Regions from separate parts of the Sus scrofa genome. Here all the other regions are linked to region 1. The links are chromatin contacts, called in public HiChIP or PLAC-seq maps. All regions are on one chromosome and are shown on one strand. Each heading gives the region's core, a stretch centred on a gene start, on an enhancer-like site or on the middle of the called end of the contact. The rest is flanking DNA. Distances are from core to core; before and after follow the strand shown. Region 1 holds the start of INPP5F (phosphatidylinositide phosphatase SAC2). Region 2 holds the start of TIAL1 (nucleolysin TIAR). Region 3 holds the start of BAG3 (BAG family molecular chaperone regulator 3).

The links. HiChIP or PLAC-seq counts read pairs in DNA pulled down with a chosen protein or histone mark.
Region 2: an H3K27ac HiChIP or PLAC-seq map of skeletal muscle shows a contact between it and region 1. The contact joins the promoter of TIAL1 here to the promoter of INPP5F in region 1. A contact is called at or near these places in 1 of 47 Hi-C or Micro-C datasets (fetal heart ventricle) and 2 of 2 datasets of contacts at active chromatin or transcription factors (alveolar macrophages and skeletal muscle).
Region 3: an H3K27ac HiChIP or PLAC-seq map of skeletal muscle shows a contact between it and region 1. The contact joins the promoter of BAG3 here to the promoter of INPP5F in region 1. A contact is called at or near these places in 1 of 5 promoter capture datasets (liver), 3 of 47 Hi-C or Micro-C datasets (heart right ventricle, liver and skeletal muscle) and 2 of 2 datasets of contacts at active chromatin or transcription factors (alveolar macrophages and skeletal muscle).

Annotation. Positions count from the first base shown.
Region 1 is chr14:129,575,891-129,580,236 of Sscrofa11.1, reverse strand. It overlaps INPP5F (phosphatidylinositide phosphatase SAC2), which reads right to left and starts at 2,624. Exons shown (of 19, transcript XM_013983807.2): 1 at 2,344-2,624. The coding sequence starts at 2,440.
Region 2 is chr14:129,464,986-129,469,331 of Sscrofa11.1, reverse strand. It overlaps TIAL1 (nucleolysin TIAR), which reads left to right and starts at 2,182. Exons shown (of 12, transcript XM_003133196.4): 1 at 2,182-2,712. The coding sequence starts at 2,681. LOC110256777 (a long non-coding RNA gene) reads right to left here and starts at 3,149. Exons shown (of 2, transcript XR_002338744.1): 1 at 2,937-3,149; 2 at 1-2,532.
Region 3 is chr14:129,508,070-129,512,415 of Sscrofa11.1, reverse strand. It overlaps BAG3 (BAG family molecular chaperone regulator 3), which reads right to left and starts at 2,176. Exons shown (of 5, transcript XM_021073458.1): 1 at 1,587-2,176; 2 at 1,405-1,584. The coding sequence starts at 1,775.

The DNA.
Region 1 (4,346 bases), core at 1,375-3,874:
GAAGGGAGCAATTTATCCCTAAAGCCACTAGAATTTGAGAGGTTCCTCTGTACAAGAAATGATCACAAACCAAACAGAAACCATCTATTCAGAGGACTCCTGGGAACTTACCTCCTTCCATGTAATTCCACCAGTTTGGTTCATCTCTGTCAATCTTAAGAGCAAAGAGAAAGGAGAGAGTGGTCCTGGAAATGGAGACAACCAAGGCCACCGCTACTCATATATCCCTAATTCACTGTCCCAATACACAGGTGACCACCCAGAGATTTCCTGAGTATTTTTCACAAAGCGCATCAATTCTTATCTTCCAAGAGGTACACTGAACAAACACTTAACAAATTGGAGTTGTGTTAAAAACATTTCATTATGGGAGTTCCCATCATGGCGCAGTGGTTAACGAATCCGACTAGGAACCATGAGGTTACAGGTTCGATCCTTGGCCTTGCTCAGTGGGTTAAGGATCTGGCGTTGCCATGAGCTGTGGTGTAGGTCACAGACATGGCTCGGATCCTGCGTTGCTGTGGCTCTGGCATAGGCCGGTGGCTACAGCTCTGATTAGACCCCTAGCCTGGGAACCTCCATATGGGAACAGCCCTAGAAAAGGAAAAAAAAAAACAAAAAAAAAAACACATTTCATTATGTACAAGGACCAAAAAGCCCAACCCTCACTTTATAGCTAAGGAAATCAGGTGCAGATAAGTGTTCTGTCCAGTGAGTTGGAGATGATGTCAAGTTCCATCTAGCTGTAATAGTTAATTTTAAGCTCTTAGAATCCAAAGAGTTGGCAATCTACCTTTCTTCAGGCTGCACTTGAAGTCTTATTCAAATACTGGGGAAGGGTGTGTGGGTGGGTGGGTGGTAGGGGTGGGGAAGATCAGGCAAATTATCAAATTAGGAAAAACAGAAGAGAATGACTGGCAATTGGCCAAAATTAGCCTATCTACAACAACTTTTGTCTCAAGATTATCAAGAACCTTATCTGGGTGCAGTAGTTTCTCATCCATTCTGCATAGAGGAAATAAAATGCAATGGCAAGAAAATACACTCAGAACCTAGGAAAAAATAAATTCTCCTTCACTGCTCTAGCAAATCAACTATCAGGCCTTCCTAAGCAAGCAACAGGACCATGAGAAAATGTTCTGGGGGGCAATTCTACTCTCTATGAGCTCCAGCAAGTTTCTCAACCTTTCACACCTGTCTTCTCACCTGAAGAAGAGGATACCACCACGTGCTTTGTAAAGCAGTTGTGAGGATTGGCAAGAATACATTGAGGGACCAGTTCCTTGGAAACCTCCCTATAAATGGAAACTGCTGTGATATATATGAAAAGTTCCTTTAGTACCTTTCACACATTTCATTCATACCATGTAATTCTTTTGTCTAGTTACTTGCAAGAATTACAACTTGAAACACTACTTCTTTAAAGAACTCTATTCTCTCACCTCTCCTAAAATGAAAGATCTCTGTGGTAATTAGGAAAAAAGGACTGGTCCCCTCCAAAGAGGGGTGCTACTGAGCCCCCTCAAAAGAAACCGACCCCTGGACTGTCAGCTCTCTGAGGGCAGGGCCTGCCCCGTTTAACTCACCACTGTGACCTAGTTTCTCTCACGCAAACTAATCGCTGTAGACTCAGGCATCTCGGGACAGCTTGCAGGACACCCAAACATGGACCCCCCCCCCAAGACGTTCTGAATCGCACGATCTTGAGTGACACAAAAATATTAAAAGTTTAACATCACGCTGCTGTTTAACTGTAATACTAAAATCAAAGAAAGGGCGCCGGAAATTGAGTGCCTATGAGGTAACCAAAATGAAGTCACACCTTTAATGCTAAAGGACCAGTGACACAAAGATGTCAACCGGGAGTGAAGCTTCGGCAGGACGTTCCATTGAACTGGTGTGACCGCCTCCGGCCTGAGATCGGAATTCGAACCCAGAACTTCTCCCAAAGGACGGGTCAGAGGCCACTCCAGGGTGGGAGAGGCCTTTAAGGCCAGGCGCACCTCGCCCGAACTTTCCCGTTGGGGGGCAGCCCGACCCCGACCGCCCGCGGCGCGACTCGGGTCCGCTCTCCGGGGCAGCGGAGCAGATCTCCAAGCGGAAGCGCGCTCGGAAGGACGAGGGTCGACGGCCCTTTGTCCCCCTCAGAGGGGCAGGGGCGAGGCGAACGCTCCTTCGCGTCAGGAAATAATGACAGATCGCGCGCCCTCGCCGGCGCCCGCCCCGCCCCGCCCGCCAGGGCCCCAGGCGGCGCCGGAACCCCAGCCCCGAGCTGAGGGGCCCGGCCGCGCCCCCTCCTCGCCCCCTCCCAGTCCCAGGGCGACCCAGCGCCGCCAGGCTCACCGGGTCGGAGCTGGAGGCCGCCGTCGCGGCGGCTGCACCACAGCGCGCGCTCGCCCTGCTGCAGGATGTAGTGGTCCTTGGCTTGGAAGAGCTCCATGCCGGCCCCGGGCGCCGAGGGAGGCGGCGGCGGCCCGGGAGCGCCCGCGGCTCCGCGGTCCCCCGGCCCCAGCGGCGGCAGCCCGCGCGGGGCGTCCTCGTCGGCCGGGGCCGCCAGAGCCGGCGCCTCAGGGAGCGGCGGCTGAGGGAGCGCCCCGGCGGCCAAACCCGCGGCAGGGGAACGCGCCCCGGCAGCGGCGGCTGCGGCCTGGGAGGCCTCTCCCCCGGCTCCGCCCCTCTATGCCCCCGCCCGGCTCCTCCCTGGCTCCTCCCCCTGCTCCACCCACTCCCGACTTCTCGCAGACTCCTCCCCCTCCCCGTCTCCTCCCCCCCCCTTTCTCCTCTCCATTCCTCTTCCTGCTTTTTCCCGCCGCCTTCTCCAGCTTCTGGGTTTCTTCAGCTGGGTTTCTCCTCCTGGTTCCTACCCCGAGGCTCTTCCTCCTCTTTCTTCTCTTCCCTATCCCAGCCCCCTCCTCCTCCTCCCGCTCTTTCCAGGCCCCGCCCCTGGCGGGATCGCCTTCCCACCCCGGGCGACCGCTTCCCAGCCTGGGCCTGGCTGAATCAGACTGGCCGCCCTGCTGCTCTGCGACCTTTGGAACAGAAGCCCACTCCTGGGCCTCCCCTCCAATACTAGCAGGTTATTCGTTTCTCTCACCAGCCCTGAGACAAGCCAGGCCGACTCCCTAAATCTAGTCTGCCCGCAGAGACCCCAGACTAGGAGAACGGGAAAGGCGGCTCAGGTTGCAGGGGTCCATCCCCAGCCAGACTCTCCGCGAACCGGGACGTCTGTTTTGGAATTTCCTCTTAGAATCTTGCGACGTTTGACAGCAGCAGACATTCAATAAATACACATCAGTGAAGAGCGTGTAACAATAGAAATTGAACAAGTATTAGCAGCACAGTGCTCTAAATAACTAGGAGGAAGAGAGCAAAGTTCATAAGCTATCGTGCCCTGAATTCAGCAGGATGCCTGTGAAAAGACAATAAAATGTCAAGGAGGTGAAAGGGATCTAGTTTGACAAGGCTAAGGTGGTTGGAAAATATCTTGTAGAAGTCAGAAGCACTCCTGAGTATCTTTTGAGCTGTCTAACTTGAATGGCCAGGTGGTACCTTGCACAGAATGGAGCTTGGGAGTTGGGCCCCCAGTTCCAGGCCCCACTCCAGGGATGATCTAGCTGTGTGATCTTGGGAAAGCCTCTTGGTCTCAGATGGTGGGTGCACTAAATGACTAATTACACTCCCAGTTTTATAAGTCATCAAGTCTTTCTACTCCAATCTCCTGCCTTTTCTAATGCCTTAGAAAGGAAGAGAATAAACAAAACAAAAATGAGGTTGGAGACAAGAAAAGCAAGGCAATACTTTTAACCTTCTGCTTGATAAAAGTGAGAGGCCCTTTTTTCAGGAAGAAGTTCCACTTTACTAATTATTCCAGCCCACACTGATTTCTCTGTTGAATTTCCATAGCACAGAAAGTCCCATGATGACAAACTGTCCGGGAATCTCTGATAAGTATAAATAGGCCTCTTGAACTGTCCAGACACCTCAACCTAAAGGTCAATAGGAGAGATTATTATGTCAAATCTTTGTGATGTGACATGGACAAAGAAGATAATGGAGACAAGACGGTAAAAAGAAGTTTCAGTGGAACCATCAGTTTCTGATTTATTATTGAATTCAGCCGTATGTTGACTCTCCCTAGCAAAAATGAATAATGAGAAAGTCTTATGAAGACAGGATGTTCTGCAAATTATTTCATTATTTTTTAACGAGTCACATTGCCAGATGTGAAGAAAATGCTGTTGTACCTGTTTTAAAACAATTGATTAGTTGATTACAACTTTCCCTGATGTTTTAAATCAGCGGTTCCACTGGCAACCTAATAGAACCACCTGGGTAGTTTTTCAAAC
Region 2 (4,346 bases), core at 933-3,432, 110 kb after region 1:
CCCAAGATGTCTATGCTCTAATCCCCAGAACCAGTGTACTCATTAGGTTATGGTAAAAGGGGTTTTGCTAACATGATTGAATGTCTCAGAGAAATGGGACGTTATCCTGGCCCCATGTGATCACAAAGGGTCCTCATGAAGTCAAAGAGGGAGGAAGGAGGATCAGTCACAGAGAGAGAGGCAGAAAGGTCAGAGAGGAAAGAAGATGCCATGCTGCTGTTTTTGAAGATGATGGGAATGCAGACGGTTTCTAGAAGCTGGAAAAGGCAAGAAGCCCATTCTCCCAAAGACTTTAGAAGGAACCAGCCCTGCCAACATCTTGGTTTTAGTTCAGTGAAACTAATTTCATACTTCTGACCTCCAGAACTCTAAAATAATATAGTCCTGTTTTTTTTTGTTTTTTTATTTTATTTTATTATTTTTTGTCTTATTGCCATTTCTTGGGCCGCTCCCATGGCATATGGAGGTTCCCAGGCTAGGGGTCCAATCGGAGCTGTAGCCACCAGCCTATGCCAGAGCCACAGCTAGGATCACGGCAACACCGGATCCTTAACCCACTGAGCAAGGCCAGGGATCGAACCCGCAACCTCATGGTTCCTAGTCGGATTTGTTTACCACTGAGCCGCGATGGGAACTCCCAATATAGTCCTGTTTTAAGTCCCTAAGTTTGTGGCAGCAACAATAGGAAATTAACACAGTGGGCGTGGATCAATGATGAATTGGATGATGATGGTTACAGCTCTGGACGTCGGTTCAATTAAAAAAAATAAAACCTCTGAATAGCTCCTCATTGATTGGGAGACAAAGCCCCAAACTCCTCAGCCTGGTACCCATCTTTAACAACATGGTGCTATAAAACCGTTGCCCACCTTTCTAACTTAGCTCTCCAGATTCCTACTCCATGCCTTCCCCCACTTCTCCCCCCACCAAACCCATACACTTTTTTTACCCATGGGTCCTGGCCTCGGTGCCCCTTGACGTTCCCATTGACTCAGGGGGCTCAACTCTCTTCTCAAGGTCTTATGAAGCCTTCCAGGTTGAACCCCCCACTTCTTCCTCCCCATATTGACATTACAACGTTTTTGCTGCACGGTTGACCCCCATCACAGGATTAGGAGTCAGTGGTAGTGTTTATAAAACCAACTCTCAAGGCACAGTTTACCTGGGACCTTCTAGCTCTGGCAACAGGATGAAAAATCTTTCTTCGCCGTTATAATCCTTCACTTCACTAACCTACAAGAGGGGGTACGAGCTCAAAAGCATTCTCCCAAAGACGCTTGGGGGTGGGGTGAAGGAGTGGGAGCGTAGGGTGAACTGCCGCCGGTGAAAAAAACAAATTCTACAAGGTTACGTAGCCAGTTTGAACGGGGTTTCCCACATACTCGAGCAAGACTTCATTCCCCGTCCATATGATGGATGGATGGATGTCTGTAAACACAGCCTTAAGTCTGTGCACGTCTCTGCCCAAAGACTCACTCTAATAACTAAATGAGGGGCAGAAGGGCATTATCGCCCTCTTTACACCAACTCGATGAGTCATTTTAGTGGAGGGCTGCTCTTTTGACCCCCTTATCCGATGAGATAACGAATGAAGAAGCCGTCTACCCAGGGTAGAATACCTATTTGCGGGAAAACAAGCCCAGAGGAGGAATCGGCGGGCTGTTGAGAAAGCCGGAGGGGCCCCGGCGAGCGCAGCTTCCAGCTCAGCGCTGGGCCGGAGGAACCCCCCAGCCCCTCCGCCCGTCGCGCGGGGCGGCAGTTGGCGACCGCGGGCGGGCGGTTTTGATGAATAGAGGAGGGCCAGAAAGGCCTGCGGGCTTGGACGCCACGCGGAGCCAGAGCACGGAATTAGCCGCAGTTGAAGATACCGCTCTTGGGCTGGACAGAGGCGGAGCAGCAGCCCACGCTGAGCCAACAGAAGAGTCTTAAAATGCCTGAAGCAGTCCTAGGACAGCCCCCAGCGCGAGGCACTATGGGACTTGCAGTCTACTTCTCCGACGCCGCTTTTTCCCAGCTCGATTCCCTGCCTTTCAACGTCGCTTTTATTCTCTCCCTCCCCTCCCAGCACGCCGACTTCCTGGTCGCCGCACGTCTCACGTACGACTACACTACCCAGAAGTCTCTTCTTCGCTTCCCAGAGCGGCTCCGGCTCCTCAGGACTACAGTTCCCAGAAGTCCTCCGGGGAAGTGCTTACCTCTCTCATTTCCAGGACCACAATTCCCAGAGACTTCAGTTTTACGGCGGTTCTCTTTTTTCTCGAGTTCTTCTTGAGCTGGCTGGGTTTCGCTAGCCAGCCGGCGAGTAACGACGACGTGATCCGTCGTGACCGGGCACGAGGTTTCCTCAGTGGCCCCTTTTGTTCCCCACTCAGTTCTCCGCTTTTTCAGGCCGTCGCGGCTGGCCTGAGCGGTGACCTGGCGGGCCGCGCCTGCGCTCTGCCCCGTTTCCTGCCTGGCTGGTGGCGGCGGCCATTTTGTTCATCCTCCTCCTCCTCCAGCTCCTCCTGGTTGGAGCGCAGTGTCCGGAGCGGGCTGGGGGGAGAGAGCCCGAGAGCAGGGTTCGGTGCCTTTTCCTCTGTCCCCAGCCGGTGCCCGGAGCCCCCCTCCCCTTCCTCCCCACCCCCTCCCTTCCCCAGCCCTGCCCTCCCCCTTGTCCCGGGATCGCTCCGTCGCACCCACCATGATGGAAGACGACGGGCAGCCCCGGACTCTGTGAGTACCCAGACGGGGGGTGCCAGGCGCCTAGAGGCCCGGGCACTGCGGGATGCTATGGGAGGGAGCAAGAGAGCGGGGCCGAAGCCAGGACTCTCGGCGGCTCCCTAGCTGGGGTGGCGCGGACGCGAAGTGCATTCCTCATTTGTCCCTTTTTCCTTGGGAAGGAAGCCCTCCCTTCCCCCAAACACAGTCACTTCCTGGGGTCCGGGGCTAGTTTCGACCTTTTCCTCTCGCGCCCTTCTTTGCAACCCCGTCCTGAGCCGGGCTTTTGCACGGCAGAGTCTGTCAGGCCCGGGAGAGCTCCTGCTCCCCCTGTGCTTTGGGGGCCCTGGGCTGGGCCGGGAGCTGCCGGTCCCCACGGGGGCTGGGCCTGGTGGGGGTGGGACTGGGGGTGGGACTGCGGCCACATCCCCTGCGTGCTGCGAGGAATTAGCACTCACGCCCTCCACGTCCCCAGCTCCAGTCGCTCCCGGCTCTTCTCCCAAGCTAAGCTCTGCGAGGAAGCCGGACACTCTTCCGCCACTCAAGCCCCTACTCTCTTTCTGCCCCACGTGCCCCCGCCCACGCTGTCAGAAACACTCGCCAAGCGCCCGCTACTTTTGAAGTGCAAAAGGGATGCCTCTTGCCGCCGGAGCATCTTTCCTTTCTTGGATGACGAAGTTTACTTTGAGCGCTACCTACGCTAAACTGACAACCAGTTGTTAAACAGCTTTTTGCTCTATTGGTGCTACCTTCTCTATTACATACCTAATCTATTTCTGCGTCGAGCCCTTCGGAGTTGGATAAAATGATATTTTTATCAGCTATTCGATGTGTGTCTTTTGAGTGCTTTTTCTTCCACCTTGCTGTTGCTCTTTACCCTGAAGCCCAAATGTAATGAATGAATTTCATCTTCCCACCGCTTTCCTTCCTTTCCTAATGAAGAGTGATGACTCAGCGTTTGCATTCCTTTCCAACTAGTGTGGCACTCCTTTCTTTTTTCCTGCATTTTTTTTTTTTTTTAAGTGTGAGTCTAATTAAATGTGTTAAGTTGGGCACTGGGTTTTCCTCGCCTTACGAAGCTCAACACACCTGCTTCGAGTACAAGGAGTCAGTCAGAACGCTGCTTTTGTTTTCTCTTGGCTCTGCCTGGTGTTTATATGACCATAGTTCACTTGGCTCTGCTGTCTGATGGGGTAATTACTTTTTGGGGAATAGATGCAGGTGGAAGGGTGCTCAGGAAGTTTGACTAGTTTCTGATCTCTACTCCTGCCAAAGAAAGATTGCTCAGTCCAGAAAATAGATGTCTTATGTTCAATATTGATAGTTGGGATTTTCATTTTGTTGGGGCGGGGGGGGTTGCATTTTTTTTATTCCTATTTCTTTAATGTCTCACTAAAGTATCTGCTATACTGTTTTGAGAATTTGAGGCCAACTTAAGCACATCAAATACTTGAATGGAAAGCCTGCTTGGTAGAAGTTTTGTATTTATGTCCTGTGTTGTCTTCCATTTCTGCTCTATTTTCCCAGAAGAGAGAGAATTGGGACAAACATGAAGTTTGTCCCCTAACATCTGTTGAAGTCAAGACTTGGTATTTAGTTAGCAGTGTGTTCTTTGATGGAAGCATCTGGGAAAGCTGGATTTAGGTCTA
Region 3 (4,346 bases), core at 927-3,426, 67 kb after region 1:
CTGGAGACTGCAGTAACAGAGGGGGACTGAAATGGGCATTAGTTTCACTCAACAATGGGCTGAACAGACACAGAAAAAAAAAAAAAAAGAAGTATCTGCAGTTATGACCATCCCAGCTAATTACAGCCTCTTGTACTAATTTTCAAAAATAAACATACAATTAATTTCTTATAAATGTAAGTTGCTAAATATACCCTGTCTCACTGTTGGGCACCAGAACTTTATATACACTTTTAAGAAAAAAGTACATTAAAATGAAAATGGATAACAGATCTTTCTTCTGAAATAATGACTTACAAAGCCTTTAATTTGGTGAATTTTTAAGTCTTCAAAATAACTTACCAGCTCATGACTTTTATTTTTATTTTGCCCAAACAACATTAACGCTACCCTTAATGTAGACCTCTTTTTGCCAAGCTTTATCTTTTGAAAAAGCTCAAATGGACAGAAAAATCACGAGAAAAGTACAGTCATAATTTTTTAAACACTCATTCCGAGTTTATATTTTCAAAATTTCAGGCTCCTAAGGATTAAGAAGTATATACCCTTACATAAATGTAAATAAGGCATACATCTGTATTCACAAAAGCATTACTACTCAATTATTTGTGTATTAGAAACAAATCCTGGGTATTGTAGTAACATAACAAGGAAAGGAATGTATTGCCATTTAAAAAAAAACAACAACACTTTTTCTCGCCAGTGTGAGGCAATGTCTAAGTCAATAGCCAACTAGGCGACAGTCTCACGTCTTTAGTTTAAAATTGCCTGGGAGAACAGCATCTTTTTTTTTTTTTTTTTAACAAGTCATTCTAGAATATATTCTTATCGAAAACAGTTTCAAACAAGAATACAATTTTAATTTCAAATTCAAGGGGCGGGGGGGATGTATTTACGTCAGTCTCCTGAGTCACTCTGTGCCTCAGGTGGAAGACTGAAGTCAAGATACCCTCAAGCAAGTTCTGGAACTTTGGGAGGTAAAAGTCCTTAGAGATCCTAAGAGACCCCCCCATCCAAGCTTGCCAAAGGCCCCCTGGCGTCCGACCAAGCGTGATCAGCAGAGTGAAACCAGGCTCTCAGCCCTGGAAGCCGGGCGGAGGCCGCGGTGGGGCCTGGCCCGGGCCTCCGAGGCTGACCAGGCCGATCGCCCCTCGCCTCCTGGCCCACGGCCCCTCGAATCCAGCCGGTGGACCGGACCTGGCACCATGGGGCGGGTCGCACTTCCCGCCCGACCTCCGGAAACCAGATGCAGCCCAGAGAGGACAGTCCTCCCCGGGGCCTCCCCCTCGCCCCGACGCCGGCCAAGGGCGGGCCTGGGGAGGGGGCTCCTGGGACGCGGCAGGCCGACTCCTGAGAGCTGGTGTCCACTTGGGGGTCTGTACGTTCCCAGTGGCCTTCACTGACCTCTGGGACACCGGCGCGGGCGGGCTGTGGCCGGCAGGCACCCTGCTCCTCGCGTCCCCGCAGCCCGGCCCAGTCCAGCCCGCCACCCCCATCCCCGAAGCCCTGTCCCGCCGCTCGCCGTCGGGGCGCGGGGGGGGTGGGGGTGGGGGGAAGTGCTGGCCAGAGTGCAGCTCGGGTCCCGCTTACCTTGGGGCCCTCGGGGGCACGCGCGGGTCGTTCCACGTCGTGGTGCGGCTGTTGTGGTCCACGAAGAAGGGCCAGCCGGTTTGCGGATCGATCTTGATTTCCCAGCCGGGGGGCAGGGGGTCGCGGTCGCCGGCGCCGTTGCCGGACGCCATCTGAACCATCGGCGAGTGGGTGGCAGCGCTCATGCTGGGTCGGGGTCGGCCCGGAGGGGCAGCCGCCGGGGTGCCGGGTCACAGGGTCGCGGGGTGCCGGACTTCCAGGCGCAGAGTGGCTCGCTGGCCGAGGCCGGAGCTAGAGTCTTGTGGGCTGCCGACGTGTCCGGGAAGCCGGCGCTGGGCACCTTTATGAATTAAAGGAGGGGGTGACGTGGCCGGAGAGGGCTGGAAGTGTCTGGAAATAGCCTCCACGCTGCCAAAGGGGAAGGAGGAGATAAAGGGAGGTAGCAACTGGCCGGCTAGAAACTTCTGGTCCCATCCAGAGAAGTTGGCGGCGGCGAGGGCTGGATGCGGAGCTCCGCCCTGAGTCATCGGCTATAATCGTGGCGGGGCGGGGCGTGGGCGTGGTCACGGGCGTGGCCTCCCTGCCGCCCCTCCTCCACCCCACCTCCTCCCTCGCGCCAGCTTCCTGGGTGGGTGTCACCCGGCTGAGACAGCCTCAGGGTGGGCCAAGGTGCACCCGAGGCATCTCCCTGATGCTGGCTGACTGGACCAGCGAGCCCCAGGGACGTCGTCTTTGTGTCCTGGGCGGTTTCGGTTTTCAGACTGCCTCTTCCTGTTCTTAGGACTGGGAGTCCGCACTCAAGAGTATCTGCTGCAGTTCCTTATAAAAACAAAGTCATCGTTAGCCTTTAAAGTCTTTGGGTTTAAACCAGAGTCTCTCCCCACCTCTCATTTGTACCCCCATATACTGATACTCGGGGCACTGGTGTCCCTCCGTTATGTTTTAATCACTTTTCTCCCTTGGGCTTAACGGCTGTCGGAAGGAGCGCTGGAATGTTGACCTGACACAGTAACCAAGCCAGGGGAAAAATGGAAGTGCAAATGGAAACTCACCTGCCTTTCTTTCAAAAAAACCTGAAGACAGAAAGATTGCATCAGCCCATGGTTTTATGCTCCTGAACCTCATAACTCAAATAAGAAACTATCATTGCTGAACAACTTTAAAGAAAAAAACACATTATTTGGAGTTTTGGTCTTTTTTATGGTAGAGGTTGGTTCTTGCTGTCTTAAAATTTGAGCTTTACTTGAGAAGTAGGGAACAAATTGAATCATTAAATGTATTTGTTGGGTTGTTTCAATAATCGCACTTGCAGCCTGAACCCAACACCTCAATTCCTCTGGGAGAGAGAGTGTGTGCCCCCCAGAGGGAGAATGTTGGGGAGGTACTAGTTTAAATCTTTGGGCCTGAGACTCATTCCTTTCTCCAGAAGCACTTTGAGAAGGTGCCATGGCTTAATACTGGGCCCAATTTTCCAACTCAAATGCAGAGACTACCCAGGAACCCTCAGAGGCAATACCTTTCCTCTCTTCCTGCCCTCAAATTACTCCTTTTGGAGCAAACGATAAGAGGCCTACCAATCATTTCCAATGGAATGATTCTCACTTACACAGGTGTTCTTATCAGCTTTAAAGTACAAAATTCAGTTTTGGGAAAACGCAGAGACGATTAAGCCCCAAGGACTGACTCAGGTACCAAACACACAAGAGACTGATGTATAAACCCAAATGCCAGTGCACTAATTTACCCTAAGTACTACTATTGAAGGAGCTGGACCCTCAAGCGCCTTATTCAGTGGCTTTTTTGGAGGGGAGTCGCACCCCAAGCTTATGGAAGTTCCCAGGCTAGGGGCTGAATTGGAGCTGTAGCTGCTGGCCTTCGCCAGAGCCGCAACAACACCAAATCCAATCCGTGTCTGCAACCTACGCTACAGCTCACAGCAATGCCAGATCCTTAATACACTGAGCAAGGCCAGGGATCAAATCCACATCCTCATGGATACTAGCTGGACTCGTTACTGCTGAGCCACGATGAGAACTCCCGTCAGGAAGAACTTATTTCTGGAGACCTGAGCTCCAGAATCTATATTCAATAATATTGATGTATACTGAAGACTGATTCTAAAGTGAATTTTTATTTCTCTTTCCTTTACTCCATTTGCATTCTATGACAACTACATTTACACACTGAGAGCATTCTTTGCTGATGTTTTGTTTGCAGGTGCACTAGACAGGAGCAAGGAGGAAGCAAGTTCTCCTGGGGCTAATATCGTTGCTTCTGGGAGTTATGTTCCACCAGGGACTTCAAGAGGGTTTGTCTAAAATGGAGCCATAAGTCTTGGAGAACTACCTGGAAGAAGCTCCTTTGAGCCATGCTGAATAACAAGGAGCATGTCTGACCTTGGTGCCTTTTTTCCTTCTAAGTCTTGGGATGCTCTTTCCCCAGGTGCTAGAGACTGGAGGTTTCTATCCTCCCAAAGGTCATATGTTGAAACCTATTCCCCAGTGTGATGCTATTTGGAGGTGGGACTTTTGGGAAGTGATTAAGTCATGAGGATGAAGCCCTGGTGAATGGGTTCAATACCCTTATAAAAAACACCCCAGAGGAGTTCCCGTCATGGCACAGCGGAAACGAATCCGACTAGGAACCATGAGGTTGCAGGTTCAATCCCTGGCCTTGCTCAGTGGGTCAAGAATCTGGTGGTGTTGCCTTGAGTTGTGGTGTAGGTCACAGACATGGCTCGGATCTGGAATTGCTAT